4 separate regions of the Mus musculus genome follow, and regions 1, 3 and 4 are each linked to region 2. The links are chromatin contacts, called in public Hi-C and HiChIP or PLAC-seq maps. All regions are on one chromosome and are shown on one strand. Each heading gives the region's core, a stretch centred on a gene start, on an enhancer-like site or on the middle of the called end of the contact. The rest is flanking DNA. Distances are from core to core; before and after follow the strand shown.

The links. A called contact is a pair of places that touch in the nucleus more often than the background predicts. HiChIP or PLAC-seq counts read pairs in DNA pulled down with a chosen protein or histone mark.
Region 1: a contact with region 2 is called in a Hi-C map of bone marrow-derived macrophages, with 38 read pairs. The contact joins two enhancer-like sites. A contact is called at or near these places in 2 of 15 datasets of contacts at CTCF or cohesin (the NIH/3T3 cell line and pro-B cells), 9 of 484 Hi-C or Micro-C datasets (the Ba/F3 cell line, CD4 T cells, the HPC-7 cell line and 5 more), 4 of 115 datasets of contacts at active chromatin or transcription factors (astrocytes, bone marrow-derived dendritic cells, embryonic stem cells and 1 more) and 3 of 9 other capture datasets (adipose tissue, liver and pancreatic islet).
Region 3: a contact with region 2 is called in an H3K4me3 HiChIP or PLAC-seq map of bone marrow-derived macrophages, with 2.5 times the contacts expected there. The contact joins two enhancer-like sites. A contact is called at or near these places in 1 of 484 Hi-C or Micro-C datasets (CD8 T cells) and 5 of 115 datasets of contacts at active chromatin or transcription factors (the HPC-7 cell line, bone marrow-derived macrophages, embryonic stem cells and 2 more).
Region 4: a Hi-C map of bone marrow-derived macrophages shows a contact between it and region 2, with 38 read pairs. The contact joins two enhancer-like sites. A contact is called at or near these places in 2 of 15 datasets of contacts at CTCF or cohesin (the NIH/3T3 cell line and large pre-B cells), 11 of 484 Hi-C or Micro-C datasets (the Ba/F3 cell line, the C10 cell line, CD4 T cells and 7 more) and 7 of 115 datasets of contacts at active chromatin or transcription factors (the 230-238 cell line, embryonic stem cells, hepatocytes and 4 more).

The regions. Positions count from the first base shown.
Region 1 is chr7:101,228,330-101,231,753 of GRCm38.p6, reverse strand. The region is part of intron 8 of Fchsd2 (FCH and double SH3 domains 2); the gene reads right to left. Among named protein-coding and RNA genes, the nearest start is that of Gm50587, 29 kb to the left of the region's middle. Within about 2 kb of position 1,258, at least 15 of the 459 cell types and tissues checked have an H3K27ac peak or open chromatin away from gene starts, as enhancers often do. A contact at or near this core is called in bone marrow-derived macrophages, where this site is marked.
Region 2 is chr7:101,133,745-101,137,073 of GRCm38.p6, reverse strand. All of the region lies in intron 2 of Fchsd2 (FCH and double SH3 domains 2), which reads right to left. Among named protein-coding and RNA genes, the nearest start is that of Fchsd2, 27 kb to the right of the region's middle. Within about 2 kb of position 1,448, at least 6 of the 459 cell types and tissues checked have an H3K27ac peak or open chromatin away from gene starts, as enhancers often do. A contact at or near this core is called in bone marrow-derived macrophages, where this site is marked.
Region 3 is chr7:101,059,052-101,062,599 of GRCm38.p6, reverse strand. It overlaps the pseudogene Gm5735. Among named protein-coding and RNA genes, the nearest start is that of Fchsd2, 48 kb to the left of the region's middle. Within about 2 kb of position 1,944, at least 92 of the 459 cell types and tissues checked have an H3K27ac peak or open chromatin away from gene starts, as enhancers often do. A contact at or near this core is called in bone marrow-derived macrophages, where this site is marked.
Region 4 is chr7:101,212,059-101,215,143 of GRCm38.p6, reverse strand. All of the region lies in intron 8 of Fchsd2 (FCH and double SH3 domains 2), which reads right to left. Among named protein-coding and RNA genes, the nearest start is that of Gm50587, 45 kb to the left of the region's middle. Within about 2 kb of position 1,418, at least 48 of the 459 cell types and tissues checked have an H3K27ac peak or open chromatin away from gene starts, as enhancers often do. A contact at or near this core is called in bone marrow-derived macrophages, where this site is marked.

The DNA of each region.
Region 1 (3,424 bases), core at 9-2,508, 95 kb before region 2:
TGTGTCTGGCTTTTACATCAAGCTTTTAATATAAAATTGACTTGAAATAAAACAAAACCTGTCCCCGAAGCAGAGTAATAGTGCTGAATCTTCTTTTACCACTAGATGGCACCATTGAGTACTATAAACAGGCAGTGCAAATAAATGCCTTAAATATATTTAAAAAATTTTAATTAGATATTTTCTTTATTTACATTTCAAATCTTATCCCCTTTCCTAGTTTCCTCTCCAAAAATCTCCTATCTCCTCCCCCCCCCCCCCGCTCCCCAACCCACCCACTCCAACTTCCTGGCCCTGGCATTCCCCTATACTAGAAATGCCTTAAATATAAACTTCAAATAGTTATGAACATTTTGGACACTGTAGTGTGTTGAGATGGAATTAAAATTTCTACCTTAAATCATGATTTTCATGAATTTGTTTTAAAAAGAGACATGTTTTCTGATATGAAGTTTTTGACTTAGAAATATTCTTAGTAGCTCATCCTAATAATCTTGTTTGGAAGAAATAGCTCATTTTACCTATATACAAGACATGATAATATAGGTATCATGAACAAGGCGTGCAGTTTAAGGTGAACTATATTCCTATGTAGTCTGAATGATATTGCTATTGAGTGTCAACTGTACTTAGGCATTATACTAGCTATCTGAGTATGAGTACCAGAAAACAGGGAAGAAAGGAAAGAAATCAAAGCTTTTTAACAGTTAACTAGCAGTGCTAGTGATCAAACCTTTGCACTTCGCACATGCAAAGTGTACACTCTAACACAGAGCTATACTGCTAACCTACCAAGTTCTTTTGTTATTTCTTAGCAATTTCCTATTCCAGTTATTTCTGCCAACCCATTTCCTTTCAAGATAGTATTACATAGCCCTGGGTGGTCTGAATCTCACTATGAATACCAGGCTAGTCTCAAATTCACAGAGATCTGCCTGACTCTGTCTCTGGAGTGCTCAGATAAAAGGTATATGTAACCATGCCTGGTCCTGACATCCCACTTCGCACTGCATCAGGGAGGATACCCCTGACTTGTATTTTATATGACTGACTATTCAACACTCTTCCCTGGCCAGGCATTATGTTCAGGATAGGTTTTGTTTGTTTTGAACTTTACCACTGACCGAATAGTTTGGACATGGCTTCTGTCTGACCCCTTGTTCACCTGTTTGCCATTTCCCTTCCCTGCAACACTTTCCCTAAACTAAGCCTCTCTGAGCTCTACCAGCACTTCTCTTGCCTCTGAGCTCACATGTCACATGTCACAGGCCCTTTCCTCATCCTCTCTCCCTGCCTTGCTCATTATCATTCAGCCTTAAGGGCTTCTCTTGATCGCTGTGAACTCTGGATGGTTCTTGTCTTTTTACCTCGTGGCTTTATCTTGTGCTTCTGACGCTTGCCTGTCCTTCTTTTGGTTATTGAACTCTATGAACAGGAAGGGCCATGCCAGTCTGTTTAGCATTGAATCTTGAGGGTCAAACATGGAGCCTGAAATACTGACAATGTTCAGCAAATAACTGTTTGATAAGTAACGTATTGGATCAGAATTTATAGGTTTAAAACTATGGGTGAATCCACATTAGCCCTCATGACTGAAAAGCCTGATGGTATTACAGCAAAAGAGAAGCAACTGAGTTCACAAACTGTACGATGTGGAAGGTCCTAAACTTAAAAAAAAAAAAGTGTGTGTGCACTAAATAAAACGTTGCCTTCTTTTTCCCTTTTATTATTACAAAATAACTATAGTTTATATCAACCATATTCCAAACTCTGTCTTTTGGTTATATTATAAGAAAAACCTTGATTTGCACTGATAATTGATTATAAATAATTAATACTTTGCCTTCCTATATTTTTATTCCTCTTCAACACAGATCAAAAGCCTTATAGTAGACTGCTGAGACCCTACTGTCTTGGGTCCTGAAACCCTGACTAGGGATGGTGAGGGAATGAAGAAAGGACGCACAGACAACACACAGCAAAGCAGGGGTCAGATGGGGTACTACTACTTGCTACCGTGGGCAACTCAGAACCTCAGTGTGTTTTTTAGGGACTGGACGTGGGGAGGGGCTAGTCTTGTAAACAGCAGTCAGGCTGAGGCTGTAAATATCTGGGAGGAGGGAGCTTCAGTTGCTGCTTTCAGAGGTCACTTCCTTACACACAAGACTCTGGAGGAAAGCTTTTCCCTCTTGAACCTGGCCCACATGGCAATGGCTTTGACAATTTCCCATGGGTCCAAGGCCTTGGAGACCTTGGCATGGCTGTGCCCATGTTGACACTACACATTCACCCAGGACTACACACACTCAGGGCTTCCTCTGCTTCCTATAGTAGACAATTTTTTATTTTAAAGTTGATCAAGCAAATACAAATGATAATATGTTTCTTAAATTTTTAAAGTAAAAACTATTCTTAAAAATTATTTTTAATTATTTGTATCTGTGGATGCTCATGGAGACTAGGGGTATCAGATCCCCTGCTTGGAGCAGGCAACTGTAAGCAGCCTAATGCAGGTGCTGGCATGTGTACTTGGGTCCTACTGTGCCATCACCCTGTTCCCTTAAAGTAAGAACTATTTAAATGGTAAACGATAGGAGAAGCAAAACTCTGAAGGTGTGACATGGGCATACATAGTGATGGTTCATGTGAATAGTAATTTACGTGCTCTGTATGACTTCCTGGATTGCCTCTAATACTTAAAACTTTAGTAGGTAAGTCATCCAAGTGTATCTTTCAAAACTTTTGACTATTTAATATGAGTTTTCAGTGGCTTTTAAAATTATTTTATGTGTATCAGTGTTTTGGCTGCATGTATCTATGTGTACTATGTGCAAGCCCAGTGCCCACGGAGATCAGAAGAAGGTGATGGAACTCCTGAGACTAAAATTACATACAGATGGTTGTGTGCCACCATGTAGGTGCTGGGAATCATGCCAGGGTCCTCTGTAAGATCAAGAAGTGTTCCTAACTGTGGAACCAACTATTCATCCCCTTAATACAAATATTTAGGAAAAGAATTCTGTAATACTTAAATTGAGAAACCATAAGCCTTAAGTCAGGACATAGGAATAGTCCAACGGCATTTAAAAACCCAAAAGCACTGAATTTGAATGTCTTTAAGCAGCTGTGTTTCTTTGTGGTTAGCTAGAGACTAAATGGAAATGTTTCTCTACATATTCTTTCTGTTTTTTTTTTTTTAACTCATTCTATTTGCATGGTCTTTAACATCTATTGAGTATGGAATACAAGTTCATAAGGGCAAGTATTCAAATAGGAAGGGAAAAGGGGGGCATCATAAAGACAAAATGAGAAATGGAATTCTAGTGTCCTCTACTCAACATGTGCTTTACAGGAAAAGTATGAATTTCTTGGAACTTGCTCAAGAGGAAAGTTATGATGAGCTAGGAATTAGGAGAAAAAAACA
Region 2 (3,329 bases), core at 199-2,698:
CAAATATTTAAATCATTTAGGCCTAACTATTACTCATCTTGAAATAAGGATATCTGGACCAGTAATACGGCTCAGCAGTCAAAAGTGCTTGCTGCCAAGTCTGATAACCTGACTTCAATCCCCAGAACCTACAAGGTAGGACAGAATTGACACTCATAAGTTGTCCTTCGACCTCCACATACACGCTATGCCACACATGTCCATATACATATGCACAAAAGAAGCTTACATAAACATTTTCAAAGGAAGAAAAATGTTTATGTGAATCCTAAGCATAAAGGAACCAAGTATTATTATTCTGAGTATATAAGTCAATTAACTTAAATATTTTCAAACTTCCCTGTGTTGTGTTCCTATTCTGTGTTGTGTTCCCTTGGTAATCACTAATGTAAATTTCTGTCTCCACAAATTTGCCTAGTCTATATATTTCATATGAAAAGAATAAGATAACATGTGACTTTTTGTACCTGGATTCTTTCAGTTAGCTTACATTTTTAAAAATGTGTGCATGGAGCCGGGCGTGGTGGCACATACCTTTAATCCCAGCACTCGGGAGGCAGAGGCAGGTGGATTTCTGAGTTCGAGGCCAGCCTGGTCTACAAAGTGAGTTCCACGACAGCCAGAGCTATAGCTATACAGAAAAACCCTATCTCAGAAAACTCAAAAAAAATGTGTATATGTGTATTTACATGTGTACATGCACAAGCATGGTACATATGAAGGCCAAAGGACAACCTGAGGTATCCACCTATTTCAATATAGGATCTCTCATTCTCCTGAAGTTCACTCATTTAACTATGATGGCTGGCCAGCAAGCCCAGGGATCCTCCTGTCTCTACTTCCCCAGGGCTGGAATTACATGTACCACTACTCCCAACAATTTTACATGTCTTCTAGAGATGGAACTCAGGTCCTCATGCTTTTGAATGCTTTACTGAGCCATCCTCCCAACCGCATTTAGCTTATAAGATTTGTCCAAGGGGCTGGAAGATGGCTCAGCGGTTAAGAGCACTGACTGCTCTTCCAGAGGTCCTGAGTTCAATTCTCAGCAACCACATGGTGGCTCATAGCCATCTGTAATAAGACCTAATGCCCTCTTCTGGTGTGTCTGAAGACAGCTACAGTGTACTTACATTAAATAAATCTTAAAAAAAAAAAATTTGTCCAAGTAACATGCTATCAATGCTTCATCTATTTTTAACTGAATAGTATCCCATCATATTATACCACATTTTGTTTATCCCTTGACCTAGTGATAGACATGAGTCATTACCAGATGTTAGCTATTAAAAATAGTGTTGCCATAGCATCCATACACATTAAACATGTATTATATGTATATAACATGTGTGGCTACACCAATGCTATAACACAATGTAAAGGTCAGAGAACAACTTCATTGTATTGTTTCCCTACTTCCACCTTCACATAAATGCTGATGATTGGACTTACCTCATCAGGATTTACCGACTGAGTCATCGCTGGACTGAGATGTATGTGTAAGCAGATCAGCTAGAGCATATGATAATTTTGCTTTAACTTTTGAGGAACTTTTGGAATAATCTCAATAACTAGTGTACTATTTTGTACCTGTGGAATATTTTAAATTTAATAGTTAAATACTAAAACAGCAAATCTTTCAAAATAAGCCAGGTATGGTAGTACATACCTATAATCCTAGCCACCTGGGAAGGTAGCTTAGCCTGGCCAGGTTAGCAAGACCTTGTTTCAAAATAAAATGAAAAGGGCTAGGGATGTAGTATAGTAGGAGAGGACTTGTCTAGAATGTACAATGCCCTGAGAGCTGACCTCCCTAAATCATGAATGTTCTTTAGGTTTTTTGTTTTGAATGGATGCTCCCTTGGTAGCCCATGCTGGCTTTAAACTCTTCACCTCTCTATCTCAACTTCCTGAGTGTTGGAATTACAAGCATGTGCCACCACACCCAGATACAAATCTCTATTTACAAGAGGGGGGGGCATATGTGTATATGCATGCACACATGCACCTGCCCCCAGAAGCAAGAGGTATTGGATCCTCATGGACATGGAGTTACAGGAGGCTGTGAGCCACCTGATATGGGTACTGAGAACTGAACTTAAGTCCCCTACAACAGTGGTTCTCAACCTTTCCTAATGTTTTGACTCTTTAGTAGAGTTCCTCACCTTTTGGAACCCCAACCACAAAATTATTTTTGTTGCTTCTTCATAACTATATTTTTACTACTGTTATGAATTATAATGTAAACATCTGGTTTTCTGAGGATCTTTGGTGACTCCTGGACCCTCAAAGGGGTCACAACCCATTTATTGAGAACCACTCCATGCTTTTAACATCTGGGCCTTCTCCAGCCTCATACAGATGTTCTTAATGGCATCTAGAATAGAGAATCTTACAGACTATGCATGTAGCTCAGAGGTAGAAGCTCTACTTAGCACACGAGAAGATATGATCAGGGTAATGGTTGCTGACTGGAAATTTCTTTTTAAAAATTAATTTGTCACATCAGTGTTGAAAACCCACAGAATCAACTAACATAGACTCAAGGACTCACAAAGACTGAACTGCCTATCATGGAGCTTTCATGGGGCTGACCTAACTCTACGTAGGTTATGGTTGTATAGCTCGGTCTCCTGGTAGGACTCCTAACAGTGGAAGCAGGGTCTGACTCTGACTCTTATCTGCTTCTAGGTCCCTTTTCTTCCCACTGGGTTGCCTTGTTCAACCTTAATACAAGGGGAGGTGCCTAGTTTTACTGCAATCTGGTATGCTATGTTTAGTTGATATTCCTGGAAGGCCTGCCCTTTTCTGAAGGGAGATAGAGGAGGAGTGTATTGGGGGGTTGGGGGAACAAGGAGGAGAGAAGAGATAGAAAAGTGTGGTCAGTGTATAATATATGAGAGAAAAATACATTTAAAAATGGAAAAAATGAAAGCCTAGGATTATGAATCCTTCACAGAAAGTATTGATTTTATTTTGTTCAAATTTATCAGAGGTAGAATAGATATGGCCTTTAAAAATGCATTCCGTAAATCAGAAGCCCTGAAAATAAAAATTACTCCCTAATGCATAAGCTGCAAAGTGAATGCTATGTTAGCATTGTGAAAAAAGTATAATGTTGTTTATATTCCTCAGAGCTCTTGGGTGACCAGGAATACTGTGAACAAGCAGAGCAAACCTACCTACCTACTTATCCATCCATCCACATACATGCGCATTTGGATAGAGACACAGGTGTTTGCTTGTTTGTTAGATAAAGTCTTGTCAAGTAGTCCAGACTGACCTCAAACTCCCCGCCCCCCACTGCCTCTACCTGACAAGTGCTGTAA
Region 3 (3,548 bases), core at 695-3,194, 75 kb after region 2:
ACAGAGGAGAGTAAGCCATTGGACACCGGCCTGTGTGCTTCACACCCTCTGGACTTGAAGCAAAGTTCTGGCTCCTGTCTGGGCCCAGGGCGGGTTGTTTAGGAGCTGGGTCTGGCTGCAGATCAGAAAACAGGGCCCACCCTGCCCTAGAAGCTGGGCCTGCGGGTGAGTCCAAGCTAAACCACCACACAAGGGTCCATTGTGGTCTCTCCACCCGGCCCTGGGTTCTGCCAGCCCTTCCGGCTCCCGGAAAATGTTTTCCTTCTGGCAACTCCAGGGCAGCCTGCCCTTAGCCAAGATGCTGACTGGCCACACCTCTTGCCTTTCTCAATCAGCAGAGATTCTGGGGACTGGTAGCCCAGAGTGCTGGGGCTAGTCTGCGTGTCACACACAGGGTCCCTAAAGCTTGGGGAAATGAGCACACCAGGGCTAGATTCAGAATCAGAACCTTGTACTTCGTAGCCATGTTTTCCAACAAGGAGGGAGGTAAGAGGGTTTGTACCAGATAGGGGAGTAGCGTCTCCTCAGAAAGACTTAGGTGGCATTCTGAAAGAAATAACGATATTCATGCCATTTTCTGGGAAAGTTAGGTCCCCCAGGAAACAGCTGGGATAGCCTGCGGGTTACCCACTTCTTCTGGCATCCAGCCTTGAAATGCTGAAATGTAAAACCAGGCGCCGAGTTCTGGTAGGATGGTTCAGTGGATAACGCTACTTGCTGCAAAGCCAACCAACCTGAGTTTGCTCCTCAGGACCCGAAGGATGGAAGAAGAACCAACTCCTGAAAGTTGTCATTTGGCGGGTGGAGTGGGGTTGGGGAAGTGGGAGGTGGAGAGAGAGAGAGAGAGAGAGAGAGAGAGAATGAGAATAAACCAGGCATGGATGCGTTGCGTGGGATGATGTTTCATGGGGTGATGTTGCGAGGACAAGCAGGATTGGAATTTGAGGTTTCATCGCTGGCTGCCGGGACCAGAGGCTCCGGGTTCTGGGTTTCCTCGACTCTTTCACGGGCAGACAGCGCCACCTGGGGTCCAATCCATGGGACTTGAATCCCTCTGGAGATCCCACTCAGAACTCTCTGGGGATAGAAGGAATGAGCTGGGCACTGGGGATAAAAATGCTAAGATGGGTCACCAGCAGCTCTACTGGAGTCACCCACGGAAGTTCGGCCAGGGTTCCCGCTCTTGCCGCGTCTGCTCTAACCGCCACGGTCTGATCCGCAAATACGGGCTGAACTTGTGCCGCCAGTGCTTCCGGCAGTACGCGAATGACTAAGGACTAAGTTGGACTAAGCGACCTTGAATGGATTGTTCGACTGATTACCAAGCAGAACCAATCATGCTAGTCTTTGTGCACAAAGAATAAAAATGTGAAGAACTTAAAAAAAAAAAAAAAAGCTATTCCATGCAGGCAGGCCGGAGGCGCAATAGTAGAGGCCGCAGGCACAATAGTAGAGGACCACTCTACTGGATGAGAATCAGGGATGCTTTGATGGGGACCTGCAGGGTAGAGGTCACGGATTTGGAGTTAAACCTTTGTCTTGCAAGAGTGAATGGTACTCAGTTCAGGAACAGGCTGTGAAACCCATGGAGAGCTTGGTGCGTTGGCAAATGCTGGTAACAGCATTAGGCAAGTAGAGGAAGGAGGATAAGGAGGCCAAGTTTGTAACAAGCTATGTTGGAAGTTCGAGGTCAGCCTGAGCCGCGTGAGACTCCGTTGGTGACTCCGTGTGTGAGAACACTGGACAAGCATGAAGACCTAGGTTCAGATTCCATCACTAAGTTTTTTTGGTTTTGTTTTTAACATAGGTCTCTGTTGCTATGATGAAATACCACGACTTGGGAAGGAAAGGGTTTCTTTTTTTTTACAGCTTACAGCACTTCATTGGAAGGAAGTTGGGGCAGGAACTAAAGCAGAAACCACAAAGAAATGTTGTTTCCTGGCTTGCTCGGCAGGGGCTTGCTCGCTGCTTTCTTATACCACCAATGCCCGTTTGCCCAGGAATGGCCCTGCCCCATTGGGCTGGGTCATCCCATGTCAATCATTAATTGCCTACAGACAATAGGATGGAGGTATTTTACCAACTAAGATTCCTCTTCCCAGATAACTCCAGCTTGTGTCAAGTTGATAAAAACCCCTCAAGCTGGAGTTATCTATATCTAGCCTATAACCCTAGCTTCTGGGAGGTAGAAGCAAAAGGATCCCTGGGGCTTGCCCATCAGTGAGAAACCCTGTCTGGAAAGGCTTAGGACATTCTTCTGCGTTCTCCTCGGGCCTCCCTGCAAGTGCAAGGACACGTGCACCCATGCTCTCACATACAAGTCTACCAGATTAACACACCTCACCACACAGATGCTCAAACATAAGCATTCTTAAAGCATGGAGAAGGCATTGTGAGTGTAAATGTGGCTGCTTTGATTTTACTTTTGTATTTGTGCTAAGAATCAAATAACTTTACCAAGAACTCCCACACACACACCTCTCTTCCACCACCACCCTGCCCCCCCCCCCCGCCTTCCCCCCTCCTCTCCCTGCCTCCCCCTTCTTCCTTTTCCATTTGTTGCTGTTGTTTTCAAAACAAGGTTTCTCTGTGTAGCCCTGGCTGTCCTGGAACTCACTCTGTAGACCAGGCTGGCTTCAAACTCACAGAGATCTGCCTGCCTCTGCCTCCCAAGTGCTGGGATTAAAGGAGTATGCCATCACCACCTGGCTCTCTTCCTTCTTTTAAAATGAAAACAGTTGCTTACTTTATTTCTCCATCTAAACTGGCATTTAGCTTTATAAATTTTATGTGCGTGCACACACCTGCTTCTCAGTATGTATGTCATGTGCTTGCAGGTGCCCTCAGAGGCCAGGAGAACCTGGGTTCTCTGCAAGAGCAGCAAATGCTCTTAGCCACTAAGCCATCTCTCCAGCCCCATACACGAGCACTTTTTTTACCTCTCATTTTTCTCTGTTCACTGAAGAAAATTCATAAAATAGGAGTATGTATATATCTATATATATGTATATGTATATGTATGCATATATATATATGCAATCTGTCACCCTACACCTTAACTTCCTGCTGCTGGTATTACGGTATTAATCGTCCATCCGAATTTTCAGTTCTCCTTTCACAGACTCAGGCCACCCCTTCTTTAGAAGCTCAATATGCAGATGATTCTGTGCATCCACAGACTTTGACTTCTTGCCACTATTCCCTAGACAATGCAGTGTGGCATCTATTTGCATTGCATTAGGTGTCACACATAATCTGGAGATGATTTGCATTCTACTGAGGAGTACGCACAGCTGTATGCACACACTCTGGCAGCTCTTAGCAGGGACTTGAACAGCCATCCATCCGGGTACCTAGAACTAGTCCTCCATGTACACTAAGGATTGATTGTATTTCTTTAAAAGACAAATAGGAAATTACAGAGGGGCTGAAGACGGCTCAGTGGGTACATGCACTCTGCAGGGCTAGCAACCCGAGTTGTTGTTTGGAGAGAGATTCTTGCTAATTATTCCAAGTGGCCATGAACTCATCCTGTAACCCAGACAGGC
Region 4 (3,085 bases), core at 169-2,668, 78 kb before region 2:
ATGTAAAGCACAAGACTTAATGTAAAGCATTTAGCTCAATTGTCACGTATTGTTACTGTCATGCATTTTTAAAAACTGAGTTTGTTGTGGCTAAGAGATGGCTCAAAGGTTGAGTGCTTGCTGCTCTTGCAGAGGACCAGAGTTAGGTTCCCAGCACCTCCATCAGGCAGGCAATTCACAAGTCTGTGACTCTAATTCCCAGAGGATCTGATTCCCTCTAGCCTTCGTGGGCACCTACATGTACATGGTGCACATAAATTCATATAGGTGTGCGTGTGCGTGTGTGTACTTGAGGGAGGGTGTTAAAATTTGGAATTGTTAAATCTATTACTATTTTTCCATGTATCACTTGTCTTTGCTTTAAAATCACACTCTAACACTCACTAAGCTTGGATAAATATTCACTCATATTTTTGTCTATTTTTCACAAATATACTATCAAATATAGGCTGGTATGCTGTAAAAAGCCCTTTTATTTTTTACATTTTTTATTGGTTATTTTATGTATTGACATTTCAAATGTTATCCTCCTTCCCAGTTTCTCCACCACAAACCCCTATCCTCTCCCCCATCCCCCTGCCTTTATGAGGGAGCTCCTCCATCTGCCCACCCACTCCTGCCTCATTGCCCTAGCATTCCCCTACCCTGGGTCATTGAGCCTCCACTGGACAAAGGGGCTCCCCTCCCAGTGATGCCCGATAAGGCAGTCCTCTTCTACATATCCAGCTGGAGCCATGGGTCCCTGGTGTGTACTCTTTGGTTAAAAAGCACTTTTTAAGAGTCTAAACATTCTATCTTTCATAATCTTTCACTTTTCCACTGACTTGAAGTCTATTTTCAGTCTTATAAATTCTAAATATCTAGCTGCAATTAATCATGGCTTAAGAGGAAATGAGGCAAACCCAGTATAGCAGATAAAATTCCCTTTTCCGTGCAGCTGATGGAAAAAAAATCCTAGCTGACAAAAATCACACACACACACACACACACAAAAACCCCATATGCTTCCTTCACTTAAAAAACAAACTTCTGAATTTACACTCTCAACAGGTACAGTTTAGAAGAGTTCTATTCGGGGTAAGAACAACAACAAAAAAAACCTCCCCAGTTTCCTGGTACATTTGCATATTTTACCAAAGGCTAGGAGGAGGAAGAGCACCAAAAGTGTCCTCTGGAAACTCCCCATGAACCACAACTGTATTGGTCCTGCTTGGTCACTCAAGACAAAGCAAACACTCTCTATTTTAGTGCTAGAAAGATAAATAAGGTCTCTAAGGGGAAAGCTAATATTAGTTTTCACTGGTTCAGAGTAGAAACTATTGTAATCTTGTTCTCTTTTTCTTAAGATTTATTTATGTTATTTTATATGTATGAATGTTTTGCTCACATGTATGTCTATGCACCACTCATATGCCTGGTGCCTGTGAGATCAGAAGGAGGTGTCAGATCCTCTGTGAGTTACAGATGGTTGTGAGGTACCATGTGGGTGTTGGGAATTGAACCCTGGTTCTCTGTAAGAACAAAGCTCTTACCTGCTGATCTATTTCTGTCGCCCTCTCTTGTTCCTTACTTATACCCTCATCTTTACTTTGAAGTGATAAATTAACTAAGAAATGTAAGAAGTTACTTCTGAGACACTGAGTTTCATTAGTAAGATGATGAAAGGTAAAAAGAAAAATGTGTATCTGAAGAACCCCTCTACTGCAATTTATGCACAGGGTATTGCTAGCCACAGTTCTGCAGATGGGTAAAGAAGATCTCACCAGTTCACAAGCAGAGTGAAATGATCAGTGTACTTTGGAGGAGGGCTCCTGTAGCAAAACAATGCATACATACATAGTTATTTGAATTCAGAATTTTGAAACAAGGTCTCATATGGTAACACATGCTGGCCTTGAAACCAAAGTGATTCTTGTCTTAGTCACCCTGAACATCCATGTGCTTATATTGCAAGGTTGAACTGATACACCTGGCATGACTTCTTCCTATGGTCAAGAGTTCACCTTATCTAAAGCCTTAGATGTCTCGATGTAAACACAACTACTCTTCTACTTGTTTTACATGAAATTTCAAAACTTGTGTTACTAAAAGTGGAAAGGGCAAGAGGAACTTATGTATTGGTGTCTCAATAGAAGTTGAAACAAAGAAGGTACTAGATAGTAAGAAAATTAATGTGCTAGAAGACACAAGATAGTTCTCGGTCAGAAAGGCTATTAGGAAGGAAATTCTTTGAGACATGATGCAGAGAAGACCTAACATGCCCAGAAACTAGGGCAGCAAGCAAACCCCAGATCTTAGTGTTCCACATACTTCTCAATTCCATTAATAGCTTGTGTTAAGATCTCTAATCTCAAATTCAATTTTATTTTAAGACAGGGTCTCTCTATTTAACCCTTGGCTGTCCTAGAACTCACTATATTGGCCAGGCTAGCCGGGAACTCATAGAAATCAGCCTGCCTCTGCCTTCCACTATAGAGTGCTGGGATTAAAGCTGCACAACACCATGCCCAGCTCAAATTAAAATTTTAAAGCATCTGAACTTGGAAAGCTAACTCCTCTCAATAACATCAGCTTTGAGCTTATGTGATACTAAATCTTCTTGTAACTGAGTAAAACGCCTCATTTATAGCTATATGAAAGATAATATGCTATAATAACAAAGCCAGCATGGTACTGGCACAAAACAGACATAAAGCAATAGAACAGAATGGAGGACCCAGAAATAAACCCACACATTAATAAGCACCCATCTTAGACAAATCATCATAAATACTCATTGGAAATGAAGGAATTTAACAAATGGTCCTTTGAAAACTAGGTGTCCACATATAAGAGCGAAACTAGATCCTTAATCTGACCAAAAATCAATTCAAAATGGAGCCAAATATGGAACCAGACTAAAAAGCTGAATGAATAAAAAGATGCTATAAAAATGAATACTTACATGAACAATGGGATTTTATTAAGCTGTAAAGAAGAATGTAATGATGACTTTTGCATGAAAATGGATGGAACCAGAGATTATGTTAAGTAAAATAAACCAGACTCAGAATAACAAACACTGCATTTTTCATCTGTAGAATCT